Regions from separate parts of the Zea mays genome. Here region 1 is linked to region 2. The links are chromatin contacts, called in public Hi-C maps. All regions are on one chromosome and are shown on one strand. The core of a region is the stretch at or near the end of the contact, and the rest is flanking DNA. Distances in the headings are between cores, read along the strand shown. Region 1 holds the start of LOC100282958. Region 2 holds the start of LOC100501338.

What was found. A called contact is a pair of places that touch in the nucleus more often than the background predicts.
Region 1: a Hi-C map of tassel shows a contact between it and region 2, with 2.0 times the contacts expected there. The contact joins the promoter of LOC100282958 here to the promoter of LOC100501338 in region 2. A contact is called at or near these places in 2 of 25 Hi-C or Micro-C datasets (endosperm and tassel).

Annotation. Positions count from the first base shown.
Region 1 is chr6:73,282,959-73,290,075 of Zm-B73-REFERENCE-NAM-5.0, reverse strand. LOC100282958 reads right to left here and starts at 3,902. Exons shown (of 5, transcript NM_001155863.2): 1 at 3,701-3,902; 2 at 3,409-3,609. The coding sequence starts at 3,844. LOC100273436 (putative cytochrome P450 superfamily protein) reads left to right here and starts at 4,177. Exons shown (of 6, transcript NM_001147873.1): 1 at 4,177-4,558; 2 at 4,895-5,110; 3 at 5,394-5,675; 4 at 6,874-7,117. The coding sequence starts at 4,214.
Region 2 is chr6:73,119,340-73,125,903 of Zm-B73-REFERENCE-NAM-5.0, reverse strand. It overlaps LOC100501338, which reads right to left and starts at 4,920. Exons shown (of 11, transcript NM_001362598.1): 1 at 4,819-4,920; 2 at 3,231-3,303; 3 at 2,750-2,870; 4 at 2,012-2,323; 5 at 1,769-1,873; 6 at 1,179-1,636; 7 at 460-761; 8 at 127-311. The coding sequence starts at 3,283.

The sequences.
Region 1 (7,117 bases), core at 2,653-5,152, 170 kb before region 2:
TGGGTTTATTATTAATTTTGTTCAATTACTTTACTTAAGGTTTGGTATTTACTTACACTTAGTAATTGCTAATAAAATTTGGACCAACTACTTAAAAGCAATGCTCAGCTTTAACCCCTATCATTGATTAGCCTTACACATCACATGAACTCACACCTTTGTGAGTTTATGTCCACTGGTTTCCCACAACTTGTTGAGCTATGATCATGTGTGAGCTCACCCTTGCTGTCGCACACCCCCCCACAGGAGAAGAACAGGTGGTTCAGGAGGAGCCATAAGGCGAGGAGTATGATCTGATTTAGGTGGAGTTTCTCAGTTGACATTAGCGCCGACGATCCTTAGTTCGTTTTATATTTATTCTTTTATTTTGTAATAAGTCTTCCGCTATGTAATAAATACTCTGATGTTTTGTGACATTTATCTCTATACACTCTGTTATTATATATGTTGTCTTCTTGGCGCATGTATGAGATGCACCTGGCTTTGTTCTTTAAAGCCGGGTGTGACAATAAGGCGCGATGGGTCCTTCACGGGTTTACTCAACGCCCCGGCATCGACTTCTCTGAGACTTTTAGTCCCGTGGTCAAAAACTGCTATAGTTCGGACAGTGCTCTCATTGGCTCTTTCACGAGGATGGCCTATTCATCAGTTGGATGTCAGTAATGCTTTTCTTCATGACACATTATCTGAAATTGTCATCTGTGCTCAGCCCACTGGTTTCGAAGACTCCACTCATCTAGATTATGTATGCCGTCTCAACCGCTCTCTTTATGGACTCAAGCAAGCCCCCCGTGCATGGTACAACAGATTCGCTTCTCACCTTCTGCAGCTCGGTTTCATTGAGGTAAAACAAATACGTCCTTGTTTGTCTATCACAAGGGTGCAGACATGGCCTACCTTCTTCTGTATGTGGATGATATTGTGCTCACTGCCTCCTCCCTGCCAACACTACGACGTATCAGTGCCCTCCAGCAATAATTTCCTACGAAGGATCTTGGCAGACTTCACCATTTCCTCGGCATGCATGTTCAGCACTCTACCTCAGGCATCTATCTTTCCCAGCATCAGTACATGATTGAGATTCTTGAGCGAGCTGATATGAGTGACTGCATGCCATGTACTACACCAGTCGAGGTGAACCCCAAGCTCCCCTCTAATGGCACTCCAGTTTCAGATCCCACTAATTACCGCAGTCTTGCAGGAGCTCTTCAGTACCTTACATTCACCCGTCCAGACATTGCTTATGTTGTTCAGCAGGTTTGTCTCCACATGCATGATCCACGAGAACCACACTTGGCTGCCCTCAAGCGCATCCTACAATACATCAGAGGCACTTTGCATCTGGGGCTGTTTCTTCGACCAACTTCTCAAACTGAGTTGGTTGTTCACTCTGATGCCAATTGGGCGGGCTGTTCGGACACCCGCAGATCCACCTCTGGCTATGTTGTCTTCTTCGGCGACAACCTGATCTACTGGTCTTCCAAGCGCCAGAATACGGTTTCTCGCTTCAGTGCTGAAGCCGAATACCGTGCTATTGCTAATGCCGTTGCTGAGGCCACTTGGCTTCGACAGCTGTTGACTGAATTGCATGCTCCTATGCCGAAGAAGACCTTGGTATACTGTGACAACATCAGTTTTGTCTACATGTCCTCCAACCCCGTTCAGCACCAGCGCACCAAACATGTGGAGATCGACATTCATTTCGTTCGGGAACATGTTGCCCTTGGCAATGTTTGTGTCCTACATGTACCGACGACTTCACAGTTTGCTGACGTCTTCACTAAAGGTCTGTCGTCTTCGGTGTTCACTGATTTTCGGTCCAGCCTCAACGTTCGCTCAACAAACGTATCGACTGCGGGGGGATGTTAGACAGCAATATTCATTGCCTTGTATATAGGCGTGATGCCTGGCTTCCATAAGCAGCCGGTCAGCCTTGTATAGCAGGTTAGGATAGAGAGAGATTTGGGGAAGAGTCCAGGATGGTAAGGATCAATTAGGGTCCTATTGTTTCCTTGTTTAGGAGGTTTCCTTTTGCCTCTGGCCTTCCCCTATATATGTAACAGCACCTCTACTATATCAATACAAGACACAATTCCTGCATTCTACTTCACTTACAAGGAGAAGATAGGCAATCCACTTATATACTTCAACACATGGCTTACAAGGTGCATTATGGATTGTAAGAGAAAGGGAAATTATAAACATGACATCATATGCGAACTGGCAGTAATATAAATAGGCCAAAAAGAAACGATAATTTGTCAACGCGTGGATGGATACAATATCTGATATGATTGATAGAGTCAGGGGCAGATCTGAACCCGGGGCTGCCTGGGCTGCAGCCCCGGTCACGGTGTAGTCGGAAACACAACACCACGCACGGCAGGAGGTAGCAGCCAGGTTCTCACCCGCACAGGCAGGGCGCTAGGCGCCAGCTGCCAGGCAAGCGCGCTGCCCTGCAGTGCAGGCTGCAGGTTGCTGCAGTGCATGCTGGCATGCTGCAAGAGACGTGTTACTGAAGCCTGGCAAGGTGACAGGGGAATTGGCTCTGCGCCTGGCCCTTTTCTTTTTCTCTCATGGTCAGCTGTCTAGAGTCTAGACTTTACTTTGTGACTCATATAATTCTTCATTTGTTCACTTGCTAAACATAGATTGTTGTTCACCAGCACATTAGATTTTTAGACTTTAGTTAGTTTGGTTTGGTCAATTATTTGCTAGAATAATTGATAAAATTATTTTTATGTTTGTAGGGATAGGATAGTTAGATTTTTTATCAAGAAACAAAAGAAAGATATTTCTAACGCAACTCATATGAGCGATATATATTGAGTATTTAATCTACATATTTCTTAGATATTTGAATTGTATCTTGTTACTTGTGTCGTATTAAACATTAATTAGATTATTAGTTTTGTCTACATTTTCTTAGATATAATCCTGGATCTGCCACTAGATACAGTTGCTGGTATATGCAACGGTACATAAAAAAAGTCCAAGAAGTTACTGCAAGGACGGGTGTCTGCATCACATTAGTTTTATTATCACCACCAGTTCTAGGGGTTTGAGCTCTGCCAAACAGGGTGGGAGGTTTCTTTTGTTTCTAGGTTAAATTCAGGATGGCGATTGAGATTATAGAAGTGAAATCTTGCATTATATGCCAGCATGACATCTTTGCCAATTATTTACGCAAGGGCCCGTATGTTATTATTATAACCACAGACCACTCGTATGTTGTAGACACCAACCTCCAACAAACCTGTCTCCACCAACCACCATCACTCACTGACGTGCAAGAATACCCCGGCCGGCATTTCCAGCTTCCACTTGTATGTTCACATCGACCACGCGCAGGTGACAGCCACATCTACCAAACAAAGGAATCAAATGGAGAAGGTACACCGCGCTCACCGTGACCTCGATGGGCACCTTCTTGTCGATGCGGTGCTGGTAGTAGAGGTCGATGCAGTCGATGCCGAGCCGCTTGAGGCTGGCCTCGCAGGCTGCCCGTACATACGCCGGGTCACCGCGGATCTCGCGCTTGCCGTCGGCGAAGGAGACGGCAAACTTGGTGGCCAGCTCGACCTTCTCCTTTACACCGCCTTGAAGCGCCTTCACGAATTCAGAAGCATTACATCGAACATCTTCAGTGCAAACTTGAAAAGGGCCACAGGAAACAGAGATCTAATTCGAGCGGACCGACCTTGCCTAGCAGGATCTCGTTGGTGTGCGGGCCGTACATGTCGGAGGTGTCAAGGAGGGTGACCCCGGCGGCGACGGCGTGGTGGATGAGCTTGATCATGTCAGGCTCGGGTTTGGGCGGACCGTAGAAGGCGGACATGCCCATGCAGCCGAGGCCCTGCGCGGAGACCTCTAGCCCCTGGGAGCCCAGCTTGATGCGGGGGACGGACACGGTAGCGGCAGCCATTGCAGATGCAGGAAGATGCTCGTCGATGGTCTCGGGTAGTTGGAGGTGGTGTGGTGCTGTCGTCCACCGGCCGGCCGTGGCTATAATAAAGAGTGCGACTGTGCGAGGCCCTCTGTGCCGGCGGGTAGTGCCGTAGTGGACTGGATGTCATAACGTCACTCACTGCACATGTGAGCCCAAACATAACGTATTACTGTCGATAGAAAAACACGTCACTGCCTCACTGGCTGCCATCTTGCTCTGAGTCAGCGCGGCAACCTTCTGCACCGCAGCAGCTCCAGCTCTCCAATGGCTTCCCAGCTACCCTCCCTCGCCGCGCCGGCAGGACTGTGCCTGCTGTCAGCTCTTGCCGCAGCGCTGCTGGTGCTCACCCTCTACGTCCTGGGCGCCGTCGCGTCATTCGCTGTCTTCTGCGCCGGAGAGTTCGCCCGGAGAGACCCGGGCCGGCCGCCGCTCACGGGGACGATGCTCCGGCAGCTCAAGAACTTCGACAGGCTGTTCGACGAGCATGTCAGGTACGCGCTGGCGCATCGCACCAGCCGGCTGGTCTACCCTGGACACAGCGAGCTCTTCACAGCCGACCCCGCTGTCGTTGAGCATGTCCTCAGGACCAACTTCAGCAAATACAGCAAGGTGGTTTCCCGAACCCGTCAAACTCTTTTATCCCCCCTTCCATGTCCACCAGTCTCATATCAGCACGTAGCTCAATTTATTATGTGCCAGATGCCTAAATCCTGCATCAAATGGTGTCAGAACTTCAGTAATCTGCAATTAACTTGAAACAACACTACACTTGATTCAGCAAGAATACCATCACCCTTGAAATTACTTTTTTAAGTGTGACTTCAACCTTTTCATCTTTTCTGCCAGATCATTTAAGTACTTAACCATGCAACCAACTGAAATGGCAGGCTACAACAATATGAGCTTATGGACATGATTTTGAACTCATTTGAGAATGATACACAGGGAGCCTACAATATTGGAGTAATGAAGGATCTCTTCGGGGATGGAATTTTTGCAATAGATGGGGATAGCTGGAGGCACCAGAGGAAGCTGGCAAGCCATGAATTCTCAACCAAAGTGCTACGTGAATTCAGCAGCGTTGTCTTCAGAGCAAATGCTACAAGACTGGTAGATAAGATATCATCTGCAGCAGCTAACAGAACTATTCTAAACATGCAGGTACCTACATCACTAACATGAAAGTGCATATATATCATTACTTCGTAAATACGGTCATATTGGTAAATATTAGTTAAGTGCTACTCCCTCCGTTCTAAATTATAAGACATTTTGGCTTTTTTAAATACATAGATTAAGCACATAGATATACACTATGTCTAGATACGTAATAAAATCAATGTATCTAAAAAAAGCTAAAACGTCTTATGATTTGGAACCGAGAAAATACATAATATTTGTATTTGATAGAAAAATTGGATCATATTAATGCATCCTTTTTCAGGATCTTTTGATGAAAACAACTATGGATTCAATCTTTAAAGTGGGATTTGGTTTCGAGCTGAACACGCTATCTGGATCAGATAAATCCAGTGTTCAGTTCAGCAACGCCTTTGATGAGGCAAACTGTATTGTCTACCACCGCTATGTCGATCTGTTCTGGCAGCTGAAACGTTATTTCAATATTGGATCAGAAGCGAAGCTCAGAAAGAACATTCAGATCATTGATGACTTTGTGATGAATTTGATACACCAAAAGAGAGAGCAAATGAACGGGCAAGATAATGTAAGGGCTGCAAAACTCTAGCCTCAATATAAGCTTGTCCACCTTCTGTGTTGGTATATGCTTTTTGGTAACAACCTGATGCAGAAAACTCGATCTGGCACTAAAATAAGAGATCTTTGTGCCTAGCCATGAGATATTTGCATCCTGTTGGAAGCCAAAAAGGGCCACGCGGACGGTCTAGCCCTGAGGCCGGACGGTCCGCGGTCCGGACTGTCCGCGGTGGTGGCGCGGACGGTCCGCGCGTGCGCAGAGTCAGTTAGGGTTCCTAGTTTCTCACGGGATTTGTTACCTAAAACCGTGGGATTGACTCGGAAATCAGTTCGAAGCGGATCCAGACCTCCCCTTTATATAGATGAAGGGCTACGGCCGATTGAACCCCCAACAATTGATCAAATCAAGTCTATTACTCGTTTTTACCTTATGCATTAGTAGTTCTAGTCTAGTTCTAGTTTAGCCCTAGTTTAGTATTCCAATCCCCAAATTCTCCGCTTCTCTTCGACTCTACATCGATTAGAGGAGTCTAAGTCGGCCTGCCGAGCTTAGACAACCCCTAGGATCTCTCCTCCCCGACGGGTCCCTCCCGGGAGCAAGATCTAGGCGCCGCCGGCGATCTTTCGCCGCCCCTGCGCACGCGCGGACCGTCCAGCCCTAGGGCGCGGACCGTCCGGCCGTCAGGTAGGGAACCCTAGCCCTGCGCCAGGTCGCGGACCATCTGGCCTCTGGCCGCGGACCGTCCACGCCTGTGCAGAGAGCACCGCCGCCGGTTCTTGTTGAGTGTTTGGCGCCCGAAAAAGGTGCCAACACATCCAAACAAGGCGGACAATTTTAGATCTGTTGAAGGATCAATATGTCATGCATCATATACAAACCACCTAAATTTACATCTAAGGGCTAGTTTGGGAACCCCAATTTCCCAAGAGATTTCTATTTTCCCCAGGGAAATTAGTTTATTTTTCCATGGGAAAATAGAAATCCCTTGAAAAATTGAGGTTCCTAAACTAGCCCTAAATCATATCTGAGCTCTGAAGGGTGGTGTTATGTTTATCAGCTTTCATGCCTTGTGGAGCGTGTAGACTCCAGAAAGTTTAAGCAGCTTTTGAATCTACTGTTAGTATCCAGAGTAAATATACTGCACAGCTTTACTTCTGCAACGTCGTCTCTTAAGTGAACTCTATCTTCACCTTTATGATGCGTGCAGAAAGCCAGAGAGGACATACTATCAAGATTCATAATAGCAAGCAAAGAGGACCCTGAAATGATCAATGATTGTTACCTGCGTGACATAGTCCTCAATTTTCTGATTGCTGGGAAAGACACAACTGGGAACACACTCTCCTGGTTCTTATACATGCTTTGTAAGAATCCTATAGTGCAGGATAAAGTTGCCCTCGAAATTAAGGAGTCCGTTGAGTGGGCGGAGGAAGATAACAACAGAGAAGACT
Region 2 (6,564 bases), core at 3,671-6,170:
GTGCAAGAATTATCTAGCTTATTTCCAATCCTTCAGTAATTTACTGGGATTCAAATAAACAAGAGCAAGATTAGTAAAGTAGCTAATCAAGAGAAGCAACCATTTGGCATAACAATACCCTAATACCTTTACTGATGGAGTAAGCAGTCTGTATGCTGAGCCAATTGATGTTGCAGGCTTGCGTGAATCATCTGCAGCTTCTTCACTTTCATCAACTTCTTCATCTTCATCTTCATTTTGTTTATCTACGGAATCCATGAGCAGAGGCTGAGCAAGTCCATTCTCTACTTGTCCAATATCAACCGTTTGTCCTGTAATCATGATAAGCATACAATTAATAAATCACAAGAAAATGGATCATATCATCACACACACCTGAAAATTAGTGGATCAGATAACTCTACTTAAAAGTGAACAACGTAAGAGTAAGGAAAGGAACACATCAGATTTTGGACTTACCAGAAGCAGGATTTTGTGGGGCTTCATTCACCTCAGTAGCACGGTTCGGTTCTTTGAATGAGACCCATAGCCAAATCAAATACAATAGCCACGCAACTGCCATCACCCAACCAGGTAGAGTCGATTGATTGAAAGTAACCATGTAGATCTTGAATTTCCATTGAAGTAAACCAGCTAGCGCTGGCCCACAGGCCATGCCAAGTGCACTTGCGCTAACGAATCCTGCCGAAGCTTGCATGCGTATTCTTGCAGGGACACAATCACTAATGTACCGACGGTTGACAGCTCTTGCAGAACCCATCCTGTATCAAAATATTGAACACATTAGAACATGAAAACATAGAACATTTCTGAAATGATGTAAACAAAAAATCAGGGTTGAAAGTCGAATGAAATATTTAGTGCAAGATTCTTTTTGTCAATAAAAAAAGGTCATAAGAAATCACATTACTTGAGATCTTTGCAATTGTATCCTAATTTCAGCAATAGTATGAAAGAGTACACTTGCTACTTAAGAAGTCAATCCTGAAAATGAAGGACACTGGCTACTGACGAGAGAAGAAACCATTTTCCTTCTATTCGATCTTCCACTACAATTTACAATTAACCATTAAACCAATGCCCTAATGCAAGAAAGGATATAGCCAGATAATCAAAAGCCCACTATTCAAACTGTATAGTTGAAATTTTCAACTGTGATTATGTGCCAGGATACTTACCCACAGAGTAAACGGCCGATAATAAGGACTGTTAGGGACTTCATATCATATGCCATTGCATAGCATACATTCCCCAAGAACAAAACAATGCTACTGAAAACAAGCGGTTTGAAATATGACTTGTTGGACCATGCACTGAAGTAAACAGAGGAAAATATTTGTGCAACAGCCATTGAACCAATGACCACACCACAAACAGTAGAAGCTGCCCCAAGGCTTACTGAATAGTCATCTGCAGTTGGCACAATGATGTATGTGTTGACCATGTAAAGAAATGTGTTCACCAGGTTCAGCATAAGGGACATGAAATGGTATTTCTGATCTTCTATTTCTTCCTCTCCTGCAGTACTAGGAGACTCCTCATCCACAATCAAGGCATGTTGCCCCAAAAAGCGAAGAAAATTAGTTGACCTTGTCAACTTATCAACTGAGGAGTTTATCATATCAATGATGGGGTCCTGCAGGGGATCAAAACCAAACATGATCAGCTGCAAGCCTGCAAAGTCTTGAGAATAGCACCTACTCTACTGAATGAGCAGGAAAATGTTCTTAAAATGATATCGCATTAGTAGTTTACAAGAGAAACAAACCTTAAGAGCAGAAGATGGCTGATCATAAATAGATAAGTAGCTTCCTTGACGTTCTTGAAGTTCAGCAAGGTTACGTGACAAAGCTCCTACAACAGCTCCTACACCCTGGTTGCATAGAACAGGTAAGGTATACTGCCGAGTTTCCATGGATTGTAAAGGCAAAGACATAGCAAGAGAACATATCAAGTACAAATAAACGTACAACAGATTTCAATGATACTAAATCTGGAGTTAGTGCATTACCACATGCTTAAAGACCTGTTGCAGCTGAGAGTACGGGTGATTTGATCTACTTGTCACATAGTAATCAGTAAATCTATAGCCGAAACGCTTGTCAAACTTCTTCAAAATTTTCCGAATGCCAGTTGCATTAAGATCAACGAATTTAAGGAGTTTGATGAGGTCAATACCAACTTCCCTATAAGCTTCTCGTAACTCAGCAATACCAGATATATCTGGCTGGTCTTGTAGTATTGCCCTTTGCTTTCCTAACTCCTCAATCCTGCTTGCCAACATTCCTTGCTGTTCCAACAGAAACAGCACAATCTTCTCTATCTGAGTAAACGGAGAATAAGAGATTAATACACTGACCCCAGTAGGAACAGTTGGATATAATTACTCACACCAATATCAAACCAAGAAGAATACCAGCTGAACTACAAATTAGTTCAGAAAAAGTACATGAATTATGTACCAAAGCTGGAACTTTAAAAGTACACAAATTAAATTTCTGAAGAAATTGTCAACTCTTCTTATAGTATTTATGTAGCATCGTATTTATGAACGTCATTTACATAAATAGCACCGTCTTGCTGAACATGCAAGTGCATACAGAGGTCAGATATGGATAATGCATGCTCACCAAGTTGATGCTACAATCAGCAAGTTAAATATCCAGAGAGAAGCTAAATTCTGCAAGTTAAAGCAGATCAGGGAGTTTGAACTGATGACTTTGCACAGATTTTTATTTAATATCATTACCTGATCATCAAGCATCTTCGAGAAATCCTTCAGAACCCGGCGACGATCTTTCTCGCCCTGCTGGAGCTGCTGGCCATACTGTTTAACTTTCTTCTTCATCAACTTGTAATTGATATAATATCTGAAAACATTGACATAGAGACAACAGTCAAGCTTGGTAACTAAGGATGCAAGTATGGAATCTTTTACACTAAGGAGTATAGTAAACAGAGACCACAGAAATGCGATGTGTCAAAACTACAAGGCAGCATAGCCATGAATGCTATTACAAAACAATCAAAGATTGAATAATGTCAATGCTTCATAACCAGATTATCAATTTGTTCAGTAAATGCACGCAAATGATTTAAATTCGAAAAGAAAAAGAAAGCCACTGAATGAATTGGAAGTAGATGTTATTCAGAGAACCCATAACTTTGTAGTAATATAGATTGGTTCACTGTAAAGTATAAACAGAAACCTATACAGATATAAACAGTACCCTTTCCATTCTGGAATTTGATCAGCCATCAATTTCTTCCCGAAGTTAACCATCTTGAGTTTAAAATACTAATCTGCCAATGAAAGTAGCACTGTGTTAGCACTTAGCAGCACAAACAGACAAAGAAAAAAGATATTAATGATAGTTGCTGAGATGTGAGTGACATAAAAAAGGAATAAAAATGTCAACGAGCAAGGTTCTCTCTATGGACATATGTTTTCAGTTTAGCGTAAAGTCAGCTGTAAAACTCAGTACCGTCACATGGGAGAAAACAACAGACATAGTAAGGTAACACAAGGAACCTACATATACCCTAAGATGAGAAACGTCCAACACAAAAGCTACCAATAGTCCCACGACAATATGAGCACAAGCAATCTTGAGAGAATCACATCTGTGCACGCTACTCCACATGACAATGACCAAGACCAAAAGCACCATCTGTATCTATAGCAATAGAGCACTTAGATATCATTACTGACCAAAACAAAGCACAGCCACAGCCTTGTTATCTTGTCCTCTTGAATAGAGAAGCAATTACAGAGAACCGCAAATAAACTTTGGCAACCGCAACTTGATTTGTTTGTCACAATCTCTTAGTGCAAAAGATGGCAACAAATTATCAAAGTCCATTTTGTCTTACTGAATGACAACTTCTCAACCAATCATGTGATCGATTACCCTTGATTTTTTTTCTTTGCATCAACTTGTGATGCACATGCAGCTGACAGTAGATGAGTCAGCATAAAGGTATCGTGCAACCATATTAAAACCTATAATCTGGAAACCACCAAAAGCAATTTGTGTAACAGTGAAGGCTAGAACTACTGATGAAAAACATACAACCTTGATGGTTCAAGCTGAAGTTCAGGCCAGATCTAACTGGGTTCAAGCTATAGCACCCACATAACCATAGACCCCATCCGGAGACACCCTACCTCAAATTCAATCAAATTGGCACTTGGGAGTGACAGTCAGGGATCTCTCGCAACAGTAAACAGCATCCTACCAAAACAAACGTAGCCTTCGGCTGAAGGTGAAATTAAGGACACAGGCGAAACAAATTTCACATCGGGTTTCAGCTCTGGGACAACAGGCAAATATCTCGCTCAAACTAAAGTCTGGAGCAATGTCTCGCAACAGGGGGTGGGGATGGGATCTCCCTACCAAGTCTAACCCAGACCCAACGGGAACAGGCTTGGTTAGCTGGTGTTTCCCAACAAAGCAGCCTGCCGCCCCTTCGCCGGGACCACGCCCCACGGTATGAGACGATCCGCGCAGAAATCATCGCAGAGGCACTGAAACTCTCGAGGGCGGACGAATCCATCCGATACGGTGGCCTCGAGCTCGACACTACTCAACGCATCAACGCAGGTCGCTGTCGCCTAAATCACCCACAGAATCCCGCCGGCATCTCAGCGCAAGCCACCCGCCCAAATTGAAGTACTGAACAAACCCAACGGCATGCCAAAAAGGACGGCGTGAGATCACGGGTTCGGTACACGGGCGAGCCAGCGAGCGAGCGGTGCTGAAACGAAGGTTCTAATCAGGAATTCACGGGCGAGTGAGCGATGAGCCTCGTCGTTACCTGCGCGGAGCGGAGGCGAGTGGCAGGGGAAGGGGATGCCGTCGGGAGGGATGGAGGGGCCGCGAGAGCAACGGGATGCGGGTATTTATAGCCAGGCGAACGAGGTGGAAGAGAGACGGGCGCGGGTGGCAGCAGCCGGTAGCCGTGAGACTATCCGCAACCGTTACCCCTAAATTTTTCCTCCTATATCACTTTTTCCCTCTATTTTCCTCCCTATTTTTTAATCTCCCGCAGCGGTTCCCCCTAAATACTCCCCCTATACCCCACTACCACTATAAAATATCATTTTCTATACCAACTATCAATTTTTTATCTACTAACAATTACTCGTGGACCCACAGTACAGTGTTGTAGGGAGTGAACAGTGAAACGCTAAGGGCCTGATTGGTTGCCGTATCTAGGCAGCATGGCCGAGCGAGCCAGGTCCGCGGCAGCCTGGCTGTGCATCGCGTGAGCCTGGCTCCACAGATGCGCAGATTTTGGTCGCATCTCCAGAGCCTGGCCCGAGCTCCTTTTTTGCATCGCGAGACACAGGCGCTGATGCATATGCGGCAAACCAAACAAGCGGCAAAGTAGCACGCGCCTGGTTACGTGGATGCAACCTACAACCAAATACACTACGACCGCATACCGTGAGCCTGGTTGGCCTATATGCGGGCAACCAATCAGGCCCTAAATTGAGGGAGAGAGAGAAGAGGGCCGCCGACTAGAGGGCCATTTAGGGGAGGGCGCTGCAGCTGGTAGCGGTTACCTGTAGCCGCCATCCACGCGCAAGGGGAGGGGTAGAGTCATGCGCTGCGGACAGTCTGAGCCGCCCCCGGCGATAGGCGGCGCGGGGTCGCTCGCGGTGAGCGTTCGCACCTCGGATTGGCCGGTTCGATTGGGTCGAGTCGAGCGAGTGACGGCCTGACGGGGTCCGTGCGCGTCCCCGATTTCGGGGGCGAGGACCGTAGGCCACGTCAGCGCGCCGCGTAAACTGCAGAGCGTTCCGTGCCGTTGCACTGCACGGCGGCGGCCAAGGGCCATCCCGTGTGCACTACGGCAAGTAGTACAACACTAGCTAGTGTCCGCGTTCTTCGGAGTACTTTTCAGCGTGGCACGCTTTGCGGCCCCTGCTCCTCCGTCCAAAAAAAAAAGATGTTTTTCTCTTTTCAATAACGCTAGCTTAAATTTAAAAATCACCTAAGTGTGTAGAAACTAATTTCCTTACTATATTAAAACATCAGTTTCGACGGTTGTCTTTCGTCATATTTTTATGTAAAACCTCTTGTATTTTGCTTCTCTCAACCTACCGTCCTCTCCCTTCCCACGACCCAACCACGTTGTCTCTCGCTATCTGCAGTCATCACAATGAAACACATATCCATCCATTCGCCCTGGCTTCTCTGTACGCTATAAAACCGCATTCACCGTCACCCTCCACGCCTAACAAACCACCATGACCGAGCGGCTCGCCCCGTCTGCCGCCACCCTCCACGCTTTAATTGTTGCCACTCCGTTTCCCCACATGGAATAGCCCGTCCGAGGAGTGAGTGATTTCTATTTCCATATCTCGCCCCCTCCCACCCCCACCCTACCTCGCATAGAAAGAAGATGGAGGCGCGGGTCTCACTAGAGCTCTAGACGAGCATGTGCCTGCGGTTGGGACGTGTGTCCAGCGGCGCCCTTCTCATCACCCGCAACTCCTCTGCAGGCACCGACGATGTTGAAGAAGTCAGCGTGATTGAGGCTGGATCCGCGCGGGGT